3 separate regions of the Sus scrofa genome follow, and all the other regions are linked to region 1. The links are chromatin contacts, called in public HiChIP or PLAC-seq maps. All regions are on one chromosome and are shown on one strand. The core of a region is the stretch at or near the end of the contact, and the rest is flanking DNA. Distances in the headings are between cores, read along the strand shown.

What was found. HiChIP or PLAC-seq counts read pairs in DNA pulled down with a chosen protein or histone mark.
Region 2: an H3K27ac HiChIP or PLAC-seq map of skeletal muscle shows a contact between it and region 1. The contact joins the promoter of SLC16A9 here to the promoter of CCDC6 in region 1. A contact is called at or near these places in 5 of 47 Hi-C or Micro-C datasets (embryonic fibroblasts, fetal heart ventricle, heart right ventricle and 1 more) and 1 of 2 datasets of contacts at active chromatin or transcription factors (skeletal muscle).
Region 3: a contact with region 1 is called in an H3K27ac HiChIP or PLAC-seq map of skeletal muscle. The contact joins the promoter of MRLN here to the promoter of CCDC6 in region 1. A contact is called at or near these places in 3 of 47 Hi-C or Micro-C datasets (embryonic fibroblasts and skeletal muscle) and 1 of 2 datasets of contacts at active chromatin or transcription factors (skeletal muscle).

The regions. Positions count from the first base shown.
Region 1 is chr14:63,298,170-63,302,707 of Sscrofa11.1, forward strand. CCDC6 (coiled-coil domain-containing protein 6) reads right to left here and starts at 1,856. Exons shown (of 9, transcript XM_001929282.5): 1 at 810-1,856. The coding sequence starts at 1,124.
Region 2 is chr14:63,107,284-63,111,821 of Sscrofa11.1, forward strand. It overlaps SLC16A9 (monocarboxylate transporter 9), which reads right to left and starts at 1,854. Exons shown (of 5, transcript XM_005671011.3): 1 at 1,489-1,854.
Region 3 is chr14:63,150,444-63,154,981 of Sscrofa11.1, forward strand. MRLN (myoregulin) reads right to left here and starts at 2,402. Exons shown (of 3, transcript NM_001307926.1): 1 at 2,047-2,402.

The sequences.
Region 1 (4,538 bases), core at 606-3,105:
CCACCGCCCGTGAAGCAAACACGTATATCTTGCTCAGCCAAGGAGTCAGTCGATCCCCTTCACCCAGGCTTCAGCTTGTCCAGGCTTCAAACCGTTCCCCCCGTCCAGGCCAGTCTAAGATGCTGCGTTCTCCCGGCTATATACCGCCGCCGCCACCCCCACCCGCCCCCTGTCCAAGGAAAGGACTTCCAACGTGGTGGGAGCATCAGCTCCGGTACCCGCCCTTCCCTCTCGATCCCGGCCAGAAAACTCCACTTCCCGGATTCCCGGCCACTCTCTCCCGCGCCCTCCCCGGGCGACCCAGCCAGCGCCGTCCAGATGCCAGCCAAGTGCCCAGCCCAGCTGCGCACTCCCCGCACCCCAAACTAGGCCCCTGGAACAGGCCCCAGCCGCCTCTCTCTCCCTCAGCCTAGGTCTCCCAGATTCTGGACGCACCCCTCAGGCAGACGAGGACTGGAAAAAGTCCCACCCCGCCCCCCAGCCACGCCGCCGACCTCCAGCTCTGCCCAAGAGGGGCCTCCTCCCCAGAAGCGACAAGGGAACGTGGGTGGCGGTCCCAGCAGCCTCCTCCCGCACCCCGCGAGGGGCCTGGACCCCCGGGGAGGGCAGACCCGAGCGGCCCCGAAGGGACACCTCCCTCTCCCCCACCCTCCCGGGCCGGCAGGTCTTGGCAGGGAGCTTGCTCGCTGCGGGTCCTCGAGAGCCTGGGAGAAGTCCGGGGGACTGCCCGGGGTGGGGTGCAGCCTCTCCCCGGGGCGGGAGGAGGTCGCCCGCTGCCGCGCGCCCCCCGGGAGGGGGGGTGCACTCACGATGGTCACGCTGGCTTTGCGCAGGTCGCGGTTCTCCTCCTGCAGCGCCTTGCACTTGAGTTTGTAGGTCTCCAGCTCAATCTTGAGCACCTTGTTCTCCTGCTGCAGCGAAGCCAGGCGGTTGGTGAGCTCCTCCAGGCGGAACGGCGAGATGACAATGCCCCCCGATTTTCCCCCGCCGCCGCCGCCGCCTCCGCCTCCCCCGCCGCCGCCACCGCCGCCCGAGGTCGACGAGCAAGACGACTGCATGGCTGCCGAGCTGCCGCTGTTGCCCCCCGCCCCGTCCGTGTCGCTCTCGCTGGCGCTGTCCGCCATGACCGCGGCGGGCTGGGGAGACAACCAGGAGGAGGAGCGGGGAGGCGGCGGCGGCGAAGGCTGGGCTGCAAATGAGTGGGCGCCGGGCGAGCACAGGGGAGCGCCGATCTGGGCGCCTGGCACCAGGGCGCAGACTCCGAACGGCGGCAAGAGAAAGAGAGGGAGCTTCCCGCTGCCAAGGGACCTCCTCTGCCAGAGAACAGAGACCCCGCCCGGGCTCGGGCAGTATTGCACTGGGGCTCGCTCCAGCCGGGCCTGGCGCGCTCGCTTAGGCCGCCCAGCAAAGCAGGCCGAAAAGCTCCGAGACCCGCCTGCCGCCGCCGTCAGCCTTCTGGCGTCCGCCGGCGGGCTGGGGACGCGCGGGGCGGGCCGGTGCCTGCCGACCAGGTCAGCCTCCGCACCAGCTGCTCCCCCGCCACACGTGTTCAGAGGGAGGGCCTCCCACCTCTCTCTGCCCTAAGCCCGCCGCCGCCCAGCCTCTTCCGGGCTCGCGCCCGCTCCTGGGAAAAGGAAACCTAATGCCCCACTAGCCTCGCAGGTGCTGAGGACACGTGGAAAGGTCAGCCCGGCTCCGGCACCCAGCCCCAGCCGAGTTGTGGCCCCATCTTCTGGCGACTGTTGTGTGCTCCTGTCTCCCTCTGTCTGCTTCAAACACAGACGCAGCCCTTTTAGTTGGATCTCAGCGAGCTTGCCTAGGAAGGTTTGGAGAGCGTTCACAGAACGTTAAGTTCCTCTGCAAGGAGCCAAGGAGGGCGACGCGACAGCACCCACAGGTTAACCTCCTTAAGAAAAAAATTGCAGGAGAGACAATGTCTTTTCTCCTCCTCCTAATCATCTCGTAAACCACACTGTGCTCAATTGTTTAAACAAGGTGCAAGGTTTTTTTCCTTTTCTCTCCGTATCTTGCAGACAATGCCAGGACCTGTCGTGCAGTAGGATTAAGACAGTAACATTTATCTAATCCAAAAGAAAAAAAGATAAACACTTTTTGTGGATTAAAATATCCCTTTAAGTGCCAACTTTCCAAAGTAACTGCGGACAGAGCATTATGCTATACAAATAGTGATTAAGTGGAAATAGAACATGACCATCATTTGCCTTTACTATCATCTTGCCCACTCCTAGAAAACTTTAAGAAGTCAAAAAAAAAAAAAAAAATTACCCTACTGTGGTCTAATACAGGGTTTTAGTTTTGAAGCATAAGAAATGCAAGATCAAAACTTGTATTTCCCCTTTACCGTCCCAAACAAAGGCTTACAGGAAATTGGCCCAGCAGGTGAGGTGATTCTAAACACTTTACACTGTTGACACAAAACAGCTTTCACTTATGTATAAAAATCAGAAAATGAAACTGACCAGACTAGTTTTATTTTCCAAGCTTAGTCAACAGAAGAACAAACCTGGAAACAGGGGAAAAAAGTGTAAATTTTTTTTCTATTGCTTTGAACTTCTGGGAAAGTTTGTAATGTGTTAGGAAGGATAAAGAAGTGCTTTAATGATTTTTATTTCAACTCCTCCATTGTCTTTAAACCTAAATTTGACCTAATGATTACAGTGTTAATTCAACAGCTAATTCCTAACAGCAGGTACCTGGGAATAAACTAAAATGCCAAGGGTTCCAAATGACATCATCTTTTACCAAGATGGCTGCTTGCAGCAGACAGCTCCAAAATGCCAATGGCAATTAAACCCCAAATTTGTCCTAATTATTTAGTTTAGTACTAGAGGACTTCTGAACTCAGCCATTATTGGTGTAGCAGGAGAACAAAAAAAAAAGTTGACTTTACTCTTCAGAAACATATAGCCAATGTCAACAATTCTGTTAGAAGTGATCCAGTTTAGTATTCACTGAGACTTAACTCCTCTCCCTCACTTTTTCCTTTTGAGGATGTGCTACTTAAGACAAGCAGCTCCTCAGATTGGAAGTGGCTTCTGGAAATCTCACTTGCTGGGTGAAATGGAGGGGTAAAGCTAGCAGGGAGTCGTGCCACATGGGGAAACTCAGACTTAACAGCATTCTTTCCGCTTTACCCCAGCACCGTGATAGAATCTTAAGAGCCAGTCTGGCTTCCATACTTCACAAGTTTCCATTGTTCCCTATCCCATAGTATCTTAAAGCTTCCACTTTCAGAGCTTACTTAAAAACATTCCTTCCAGGCAAAGCTGGGAGCAAGCTGGCTCTCTCTCAGCTTTATCACCAACTGCCTCAGAAAGAGGACTTAAATGCTTCAAGTCAGCGGAGGGGTGGAGTTTCAAGAGCCTGACTTTCTTAAAGGGCCCACGTTACAGTAACTTAAAATGGATTGGTCTGAATAGAATTAGGACAAAAACTGCTTTTTGACACGATACTTGAGGCAATAACTGCGTTTAAAAGACATTAAGAGGAAAGCCATCTTCTTAAAGCTTCCCTGCTGATACAGATGGAAATAAACGAGGGAATTTTTTTTCACTGTGGTTTTTATTGTTATTGCAAAGCAGAAGCGTGTCTAATTTTCTACTTCTTGTAAAAGTGATTACCCTTATAAACAGACCGTTTATCACAACATTAGTTCAGTAATAGCATTACGATGGAAACACTAGTTAGAAAACCAATAATATCATTTCTCTGCTTTCTGGGGGAAATGAATCAGAAGTGTGTGCTGCCTGGAGGAAGAAGAGACCAATGTAGGCCATCATTTTCATTGGAGAAATAACAAAATCTACCTTTGTCCTAAATTCAAACTGCAAAAATATAAAAACAATGAAAAAGAATACCTAGAGTCTAATTGCAAGGCACAACATCAAAATCTTTTGGTCTAATGCCATTTTTGTAGCTGATTTACTCTCTGACCTTGGAACTTTCAATAACAAAGTTAAAATAAGGGCATAAATCATAGGAAATTTGTTTAATTCTCTTTTTTTTTTTAATGGCTGCACCTGTAGCATACAGAAGTTCCCTGACCAGGGATTGAATCTGAGCTGCAGCTGTGGCAACACCAGATCCTTTAACCCACTGTGCCAGACCACAGATGGAACCAGCAACTCTGCAGTCACTTGAGCCACCACAGTCAGGTTCTTGACCCACTGTGCCACAGAGGGAACTCCTGTTATTTAACTTTTAATGCTGTACACACCTAGTTACATTACTGTCAAATATAAGTGATTTCATGCAAATCGAATGGATTTGGTGGTTGCAGAACCCACCATTTCAGTTTTAAAAAGAACTGGAGTGAAGCAAGTATGAGCTGACTATCACAGAGGGTCAGAATTTGGATAGACTCATAGAATGTGCCACTGTGGTGCTATCATTTCTTGAAAGGTAGTTGATAGTATTTATTTAACTGTACCTTGATTTAGAGGCTAAGTCTGCTCCCTGGGTCCAGTATAAGGTTTCTTACCCTTGGCACTGTTGACACTTAAAGCTGGGAAAATCTT
Region 2 (4,538 bases), core at 604-3,103, 190 kb before region 1:
ATCTTTTCAGAGTTGCAATCAGAAGTCAGAAAAGATACCCATTCTGAGCTACCTCTGCGGATCTTTTATCCTTCCCTTTTATTCATCCCACAGACAGGAAGGGTTCTTGTGATCCCCTACTTGCCTACACATAGAAGAGAAGAAACAGAGGAGAATGTTCTTAGGCAGTCAGTTCAGGGCTGCTAAAAGAACGAGTTGTGGCAAAATGCAGGTTAAGCTTTTTTTATTATGTAATTTCCACTTCCCAGGGCCTTTAAAAAAAGCAGATTTATTTCTGGCAATGATATGGACACTAACCCTGTTATCTGGATGCACATCTTATTTAAAAGGTGTAATCCTATCATGAATAACTGCTGCTTTCACTTCGGAATCTTCTCCAGCTCCCTCAGTCCTCTGCCTGTATCAGCCAGACCCATTTTGCACAGCTGATGCCAACTCAAATTTTAAAAACTGTTAGGAACAAATTAACAGGACTTGATGCAAAAGGCTACTTCGGGGTGGGGAATCCACCTGCTATCTGAATAGTTTCCAAGTAATTTAAGTTTAAAAAATAATTACACTCAAACTAACTGTGACCCAAGAAACTGATCCAAAAGGTATTATATTAAATAGCTTACTGTGTAAGTAATATGTATATTCAGCGTAAATCCTACCTAAACCTTCAGGATTGACTGCCTTGGGCTGGATTAGACGTGGCATCCTAAGAAGCATTGATGTGTTTTCAATGACCAAGGTTTTAACAGGTTATCAGTTCTTTCCAAAGCCTCTGTGAGCTGCTGAAGCTAAGGCAGGTTACCCAGGACGAGTCTCAGGTGGAGCGTTAAGCACCTGGTCCTTCCAAGTTACCGCTCTGCGTCCTGGCGGCCGAGGCGCCGCGCGTCTCGCGGCGGTCACGGAGGATGGGCTGCGCTCGCCCCAGCTGACCCCGCGGTGCTGAACCTGGCGCAGCGTGCAGAACCCGCCCGCCCCGCGCCCTCTTTTCCTCCCTCCCCGGGACACCTGCGCTCACCAGCTCCAACAGTGCGTTTGGAGGCTTGGCTGCCCTCTGGGAGACAGGGGCTCACCTGAGTGGCTTTCCCCCACCTCCCCTCTGCCACCCGCAGTCCCAGAAGCTGTCTCGGGGTTCCTGGAGCAGATCTCTACACAAAGCGCCCCCCCTCCAGGTCGCCCCCTCCCCGCCTCCCCCAGCTCTGTGCAAAAGGCCCCCCTGGGGCCCTGGGAAAACTGGCCCACCGCGGAGAAGCACCCCACCAAAGTGGGGGTCACCGGGTGGGCGCGAGCGCACTGAGGACACGCTCAGCCCTCGGCACACAGCCCAAACTAGAAACCAGTTCCGAGCTGCTCGGCAGCTGATGATGACAGCGTTGTTGCCGCCGCCGCCACCTCCTAGTGCTCGGAGTCGGCTGAGTTACTTGACGCTTCCGGGAGGTTAGACAGACGGGTGCCCGCCGACCTCTGGGACCCACCCCGCAAGCTCCAACCCTTTACCTGAGTACCAGCCTCGGCAGGGTCTCCGGGGCGCAGCACAGGGCGCAGTGCCCCGGGAACGTGGTCGGAGGTAAGACCGCTGCCGCTGCTCTCCCCTGCAGCTCCGGGCTTGCCGGGCGGCTATTTATCCGGGGGCCCGGCCCCGGCCCCTGCCGGAGTATTGGGCAATCGGTCCCGCTACGCGCTGCCCCGGGAGCCGCCGCCCTCTGCCCCCGCCGAGCCCCGCGGCAGCGGCGGCCACATGGAGGGAAGGAGCCGGCCCCTCCTCTGGGCTCCACCTTCTCGTTCTCCTCCTCCTGGGGAAGTTATTCCCAGTGTTTTCCCCCCCTCTCTCTCTTCTTTGCGGGGCACCCTGGCCAGTCTGAACCGGTTGTGACTGAGCTAGTGGCTGGGGGAAGGAGGCGGAGGAGATGGAGGTGGAAAAGCTGGCGGTAGGGGCGCTGCTTCTGCTCTCGCGGCGCTGGGCCGGGCCAGGCCGGCCTGGAAGAGGGAGGGCACGGCTGGGGCCACGGCCCCGGCCCGGCCCGGCCCGGCCCGGAGCCACCAAGGCCGCAGGAGAGATGGGCACCACCGGCCAGGCGCCCTCTGGGTGTGCGCACACGCGCGCGCGCGTCCCGGGCGCCGCTGCGTCCCCGCCGCCCACCGCACGCCCGCACCCGCTGCTCGGGGCACTGTGCATGTCGGAGGAGCCCGGGTCTAGAGATGAGTGCGAGTTCCCTCCTGGTCTCTCAGGCTCTTGGGCCGCTGGGCGCCCTCCTGGCCGGAGCTCTATCCCCAGCTGGCAGTGATCCCAGAGAAACGGGCACCAGAACTTTGTGGAGTCAGTGCTCCTGGGCAGTGAGGAGTGAGGGTGCCAAGTGCTGTCCTTTGTGACAGCTCCGTGGAAAAGGAGGGAGCTCCCCCCCACTCCCCCGAGTGCACATAATGTGCTGATTGGAGAGGCTGCATCTGAGGACGCTGAGTCTGTCAAGGCAGGTGGGCTTCACTAACAATACACTCCTATTTTTGGCTGAAAGGTAAAGGGCTCTGAGATTCCCAGTCACTGCAGCAGACTGGAGACAGTCCGTAGGTAGGACACTAGGGCTTTCTAGGTGTGCCCCCCTCCCAAAATAATGTGCACTTTTTTGTGTTCCTGTGTATATAGGTATTTGTGGGAAGGGGCGCCATACCTTCTACTAACTTCTTAAAGGGGGCTGGGACCACCCATCACCGGGATGAGAATTCCGTTTATACACTGAACCTCTATTCTGACGTACCCCCTGGAAAGGGTTGGTTAGATGAGGCTTCAGTTTCTCAATTTTCCCACATCCGGGAGTCTATGTGAGATGAGAGTCCAAAAAAAACCTGTGAACATCCTGGTGAGTTTTCTAGAAGACAGGTCATCAGTTCATCTCTTTTGCCTCACATCATTCCTTTCCACTCAATTTACTGACTTTCCTTTAGGTTATGGGAAGAGAATGGCCAGTGCTAATTGATATAATTTTAATTTGTCCTAAGTAAGATGGGGGGATTAAGTACAAGTAAAAATCAGAGAGAGGTGGTCCCAGGAATAGTTTCTGGAAGGAAAAATGAAGTGATTCTCTCCACACCATCAAAAAAATGTACTCCAGAGTTCCCTGGTGGCCAAGCAGTTAAGGGTCCCGCATTGTCACGGCTGTGTCTTGGATCCCTGCTGTGGCTATGGTGAAGGTTCAGTCCCTGGCCTCGTCTTCAGCATGCCACAGGCACAGACAAGAAAAAGAAAAAAAAAAAAAATGTATTTCCAAGGAGCGAGGATACAAAAGGAGCTTCTCATCCTCTTCTGTTTTTGATCTGGTTTGTGGTTACTCAGGCGTGTCTCTTTATAATAATGCATGAACCTATACACTGATAATCTGTGTGATTTTCTCTCTACGTGTCAATAAAATGTATTTTAGAAGGTTTTTCCTTTGATTTAGATATCCCCTAACCACCACAGCAAATGTCACCTTGATAATTAGTTGGAGTCATTGAGGGGACAAGGAAACCTTGCTCAAAAAATACTTCTTTGTTCGCCATTTGGAAGAAGCTGCCATGTCCACATCCTCATCTTGACTGAGTTTTCCCAGATTTCTTTTAAAGAGGATGTTATGACCAGCCTTGCCATTTCCGCTCAGCCAGTCCACACCTATCAACTAAGAACTGAAAATTAGCTCCTTCTTAGGCACAGCATGGTTCCAACCTCTATCTAAGACTGAATCACAAGTGTCAAAAACTCAAATGGCTGGGGTGGAGGGTGGGGAGTCCAGATTATAATGCAGTGAATGAGGTGGGTAGAATGTAGCCTTGGAGAACTTGGTGAGCCATGGAAGCTGCCTTGGGGATGGGGGTAGGGACAGTGGCCATTTGGCCTAGGGAATTATTGCCTGGCTAGAGTGTGAAAATCGCCCCCACCTCCTTGTGAAGGTTCATTGTTCAGTCACACCTCAGCAGAGCATTTAGACATGCAAGAGGACTCAGAAATCTGGTCCAAATTTGACACTTTATACCATCAAATGGAATTTGACCCAAGAAGCCAAGGATGAGTTCCCTGATCAACCCCTGCCCTAGGACAGAGTGTGGTGGAAAGCAGGTTTGGCAGAGGCCGCACTATCTCAAAGCAATCTCAAGTGGTTAAGTATAGTTAGCTCCAATTACAGACAAAGCAACTGGTTGAGAGAGGTTGTTACTTGCTAAATTCCTCAATCTGTAAAGACAGAAATGACCTCCCTACTACCCAGGGTCTTTATTCCCAGTGACAGGAAGATGCAAGTTCTGCTTATGAGGGTCGGAGTAGTTCAGTGTTGCTGGTTTTTAGAGCTCTGTGTATCCCCTGCCCTTGGGGGTCTCTCTTGGGCCCAGAAGTGGATGCACTTTCAACAAGGTGGAGTGAGAGGCAAAGTCAGGTCATAAAATAAGCCTGGATTTAAATGAGCCTCCGTTGGGAGTTCCTGTCGTGGCGCAGCGGAAGCAAGTCTGACTAGGAACCATGAGGTTGCAGTTTAGATGCCCGGTTAGATCCAATGGGTTGAGGATCCGGTGTTGCCGTGAGC
Region 3 (4,538 bases), core at 1,152-3,651, 150 kb before region 1:
TGTCTTAGCACTCCTCCTGCGTCATTTTCGTCTTTTTGCCATTTCTTGGGCCGCTCCCGTGGCATGTGGAGGTTCCCAGGCTAGGGGTCTAATCAGAGCTGTGGCTGCCAGCCTACACCAGAGACACAGCAACACAGGATCCGAGCTGAGTCTGCAACCTACACCACAGCTCATGGCAACGCCAGATCCTTAACCCACTGAGCAAGGGCAGGGACCGAACCCGCAACCTCATGGTTCCTAGTCGGATTCGTTAACCACTGCGCCACGACGGGAACTCCTCGTGCGTCATTTTTACTGGTCTCCGGTGCATGAACACCCCAGTCTGCAGATGATTAGGGAGTAGTTCAGGCCTTCATTCCACCACTTCTTAATTCTACAAGTGGAAGTGTCTCCCTCCAAAAGATGGGTTTGGGTCTAACCCTGCACCTGTGAATGTGACTGTATTGGATGTAGGGCCTTGCTGATGTAATCAAGTGGAGCTGAGTCAGACTGGATCAGAGTGGGCCTTAATCCAATGGCTGCTATCCTCACAGCAGAGGGAAACTTGGACAGAGTGAACGCCACGTGACGAAGATGCTCGCCAAGGAATGCCAAGGGTCACTGGCAGCAACCAGAGCTACGCAAAGGCCAGGAAGTGTCCTCCCTGAGTGACTTCAGAGACAGATGGCCTTGCTGACTCCTGGATTTTCTTTCCAGTTTCCAGAACCGAGACAACAGATGTCTGCTGTTGTAACTCACCAAGTCTATGGCCATTTGCACGGTGGCTTTAGGAAAAGTACACACTAGTCCTGTGACGTTTGCCCAGGGACATCAGGCATGTTATTTACTCTCTTGGTGTCTCAGTGTCTTCAGCTAAAATGGCAATTACAACCTCCACATACCTCATCAGATTATTTTGAGAAATAAGTGCCAGAAGGAGTATGGTGGCCTCCACGTGGACAGGTAAGCAATAGCTCACACTCACTGGGCCTTGACACATGAGGCTGGGGCTGGCCAGCTTCGGCAGAGCAGCCCTTCAAAAACTCACAACTCAGAAACTCACCATCAGGGTAGGGGCTGGGGGAGGTGGAGAGCAGCTGCAGGGGCTGACAGCGTGGAAGAGCACCTGAGTCCTGGGCCCCTAGAAAAGAGCTGGGTACAGGGATCCCCACCCTCTGTGTTCCAGGAAAAGCCTTCCTGCACAGAACCACCCTTCCTCGAGTGGCTTTGATGAGACTGGAGGATGACTCCCTTGTTTACCCAGGACAAGGCCAAACACAGGCTCTCAGTTCCCATTCTCTGTGTCATAAATGACCAGCCAAACTGTTTGTTCCCACCGACCAATCTGGACGAGATGCTCCTGAGTTGCCTTGACCAAATTCAACTCAGGCTTCTCCTTTCCAGGCAGGACCTGTCCTCTGACCCACCTTCAACCTGAGCCAGCCCTGGAATGCACAGTAGCCTTTCCTTAACGACCTCCTCAAAGGAGCTGACCACAAAGAAAGACCTTCCCTGGTCTAGTCATAAACCTGCCCACCCCATGGCCAACATCCAGTTCTTTCTAGCTTTCTTTACTCTTTTTTTTTTTTTTTTTTTTTTTTGCCTCACCTGCAGCATGTGAAATTTCCTGGGCCACGGATCGAACCCTGGGCCACAGCAGCCCCATCCTTAATCACTAGGCCACCAGGGAACTCCTACTCCTTTTGAATAAAAGAAAAGGCTATTTTCCTGTCCAATCTTGAGATCCTTGCAGATCTGGTTGTCAATGTGTTCTCAATTTTGCAGTAGGCCCCCCTTCCCTATATTTTAAGTCTTTTTTTATTTTGCTAAGACTTTCGAAAATGCATGTACGTATCAAAAACTTTAGCACCTTGACCCTTTCTAAGTGTGTGATTCAATCGCATTAAGTACACTCACATGGTTGGGCAAGAGATGGCCAGAACCTTCTCCTCTTGCAGCGCTGAAGCTCTCATATGCATTAGAGAACCCCTGCCCTCTGGTCCTCTTCCCCCACGCCCAAGTTCTGGCAACCACCAACCACAGTGTTTTCGAAGAATCTCCACTTACCTAAATCTGGGTTTGTCTTCCCTGATAGTCTTCAGGTGCTGCGTCTCAGACTGAGGGCCAACCATCCTTCATAGCACTCTGTCTTCACCCAGGTGTTCGCGGTGGCTTCTCCAACCCTCTGTGTCCCGGGGCTGGGGACCCCAACAGGGAGCCACTGGACATCTATGCTCTGTCACAGCACACTGAGGAGTTACATGGACCTCGTCTTTCAGGCAAAGAGATTTTTCTCTGGCTCTTTTTCCAAGCCTCGTCTGTTTCTCCTTTGTTCCTCTAGTGGAGATTTTTCAATCAACTTCCCTCAGATCCTCAATGGAGGCTTGAATGAAGGAAGCTTCTGTGGCTTGGGCTTGAGTGGGGAGCCCTGGCGCAGGAACCCAAGGAGGATTATCTTTCCTGTCTTCTTTAAGGTCCTACATCTGATTTAATGATCTAAGCCAAGGTTACTAACCGTACTAGTTTCCTAGCACTGGCATGACAAAATACCACAGCTGGATGGCTTAAAACAACAGATAGTTGTGGTCTCAGAGTTCTGGAGGCTACAAGTCAGAAATCAAGGTGTCGGAGTTCCCATTGTGGCTCAGTAGGTTAAGAACCTGACATGGTGTCCATGACAATGTGGGTTCAATCCCTGGCCTTGTTCATTGGGTTGAGGATCCAGCGTTGCCACAAGCTGTGACATAGGTGGAAGATTCGGCTCGGATCCAGTGTTGCCGTGGCTGTGGCGGAGGCCAGCAGCTGATTGATTTGACCCCTAGCCCAGGAACTGCTGTATACAGCAGGTTCAGCCAAAAGAAAGAGAGAGAGAAAGAGGGAAGGAGGAAGGGAGGAAAGAAATCAAGGTGGCAGCAGGGCATCCTCCCTCTGCAGGCTCCAAGGGAAGACCTTTTCTCACCCGGTCCTGGCATTTGGTGATGGTCTGCAGTTCTTGGCAGGCGTTCCATGGTTTACAGCTGCAGCACTCAGATCTCTGCTCCATCATCATATCCCTGTGTACCTCTAGCTTCCCTTCGTATAAAGGCACCAGGCGTACTCGATTAGGGCCAATCTTAATGACCTCATCTTAAATTGATTACATCTGCAAAGACCCCATTTCTAGAAAAGCCTACTTCACAGGGTCGGGACATCAACATATCTTTTTCAGGGAAGGGGGGTGGGGGTGGGGGAGACAATTCAGCCATAGCAGTACTTTTCTACCCGATGACCACTCACTGCCTGCTTCACCCCTATGGTATTCGTTCCGTATCTTCGGTAATTGCCCAATTTTACTCAAGACCACTGGGAATTTCAGTGGCTTCTTGGGGGACTATAAACCGCCCCCATCTGACTCTCATCCAGAATCGCTCCCTCCCCATCACTCCCTGCACTGCCCCCCCACCACGTTTCTCCCTCTTCCTCCTTTTTACCAAATCCAACCATCCCTTAAACTCCCTTGAATTGTTAGATCTATTCCCCTTCAAAACCTTCACTGCCTCCACCCCTTGATCCACCCCTCCACCCCTTCCCCTTCCCACTCTGGCCCCTCAGTAGTACAAATTTAGGTGGGCATCCCCTTGCCAGGGGTTCTAGTGTGTCTCAAGGACCCCAAGCACAATCATCTACCACTAAAAATACTAATTGGAAGCCGGATGGATATTTTACCCACTTGGCTGAGCCTTGGAGACACCTGGGTGGCCATTTGGTCCTCCTCAGCCATTTGTCCCAAATGTTGCCGTGAACTTCACACACCAGGGAAAAGGAAGTCTTAAAAGAATCCCCTCCACAAGTATTGGTGGGTGCTTCAGAACTCATGTTGAGCAGATGATCTCAACTTATCCTATCTGCCAGAAACACAATCCTAGTAAAAGCGTAACGATGGTGGAGTTCCCTGGTGGCTCAGTGGGTTAAGGATCTGTTGTTGTCACTGCTGTGGCATAGGTTTGAACCCTAGCCCAGCAATTTCCACATGCTACAGGTATGGCCAAACAAATAAAATGAATAAAAAAATCTAACAGTGAGACAAGGACAAGAGCCCACATCTTCATAGCAACCAGGGAATTGAAATTTTATAATTGGGAGATCCCCTTGTGGGCTCAGACGGCCCCGACATTGTCTCGATGAGGATGCGGGTTCAATCCCTGGCCTTGCTCAGTGGATTAAGGATACAGCATTGCCAAAAGCTGCAGTGCAGGTCACAGATGTGGCTGGGGTGCCACATTGTTGTGGCTGTGGTGTAGGCCTGCAGGCTGCAGCTCTAATTCAATCCCTAGCCTGGGAACTTCCATATGCCACAGGTGTGGAACAAAAAAGAAAAAAGAAAAAAATGAATAAAATGAACAAAAAAAAGTTGTAGAAGATTCACAGAAAGGGAAATGCATTTGTTATGGTTAATGTTAGCTAAGGTTTGATGGGCTTATTATAAGATTTCTTTAAAAGACCATTAGTGTTAAATATTAAACTGATGCCAAACTGAAATTTTCTTTTTCTTTGCTAAATAACAAAATTTTCTTGGATTA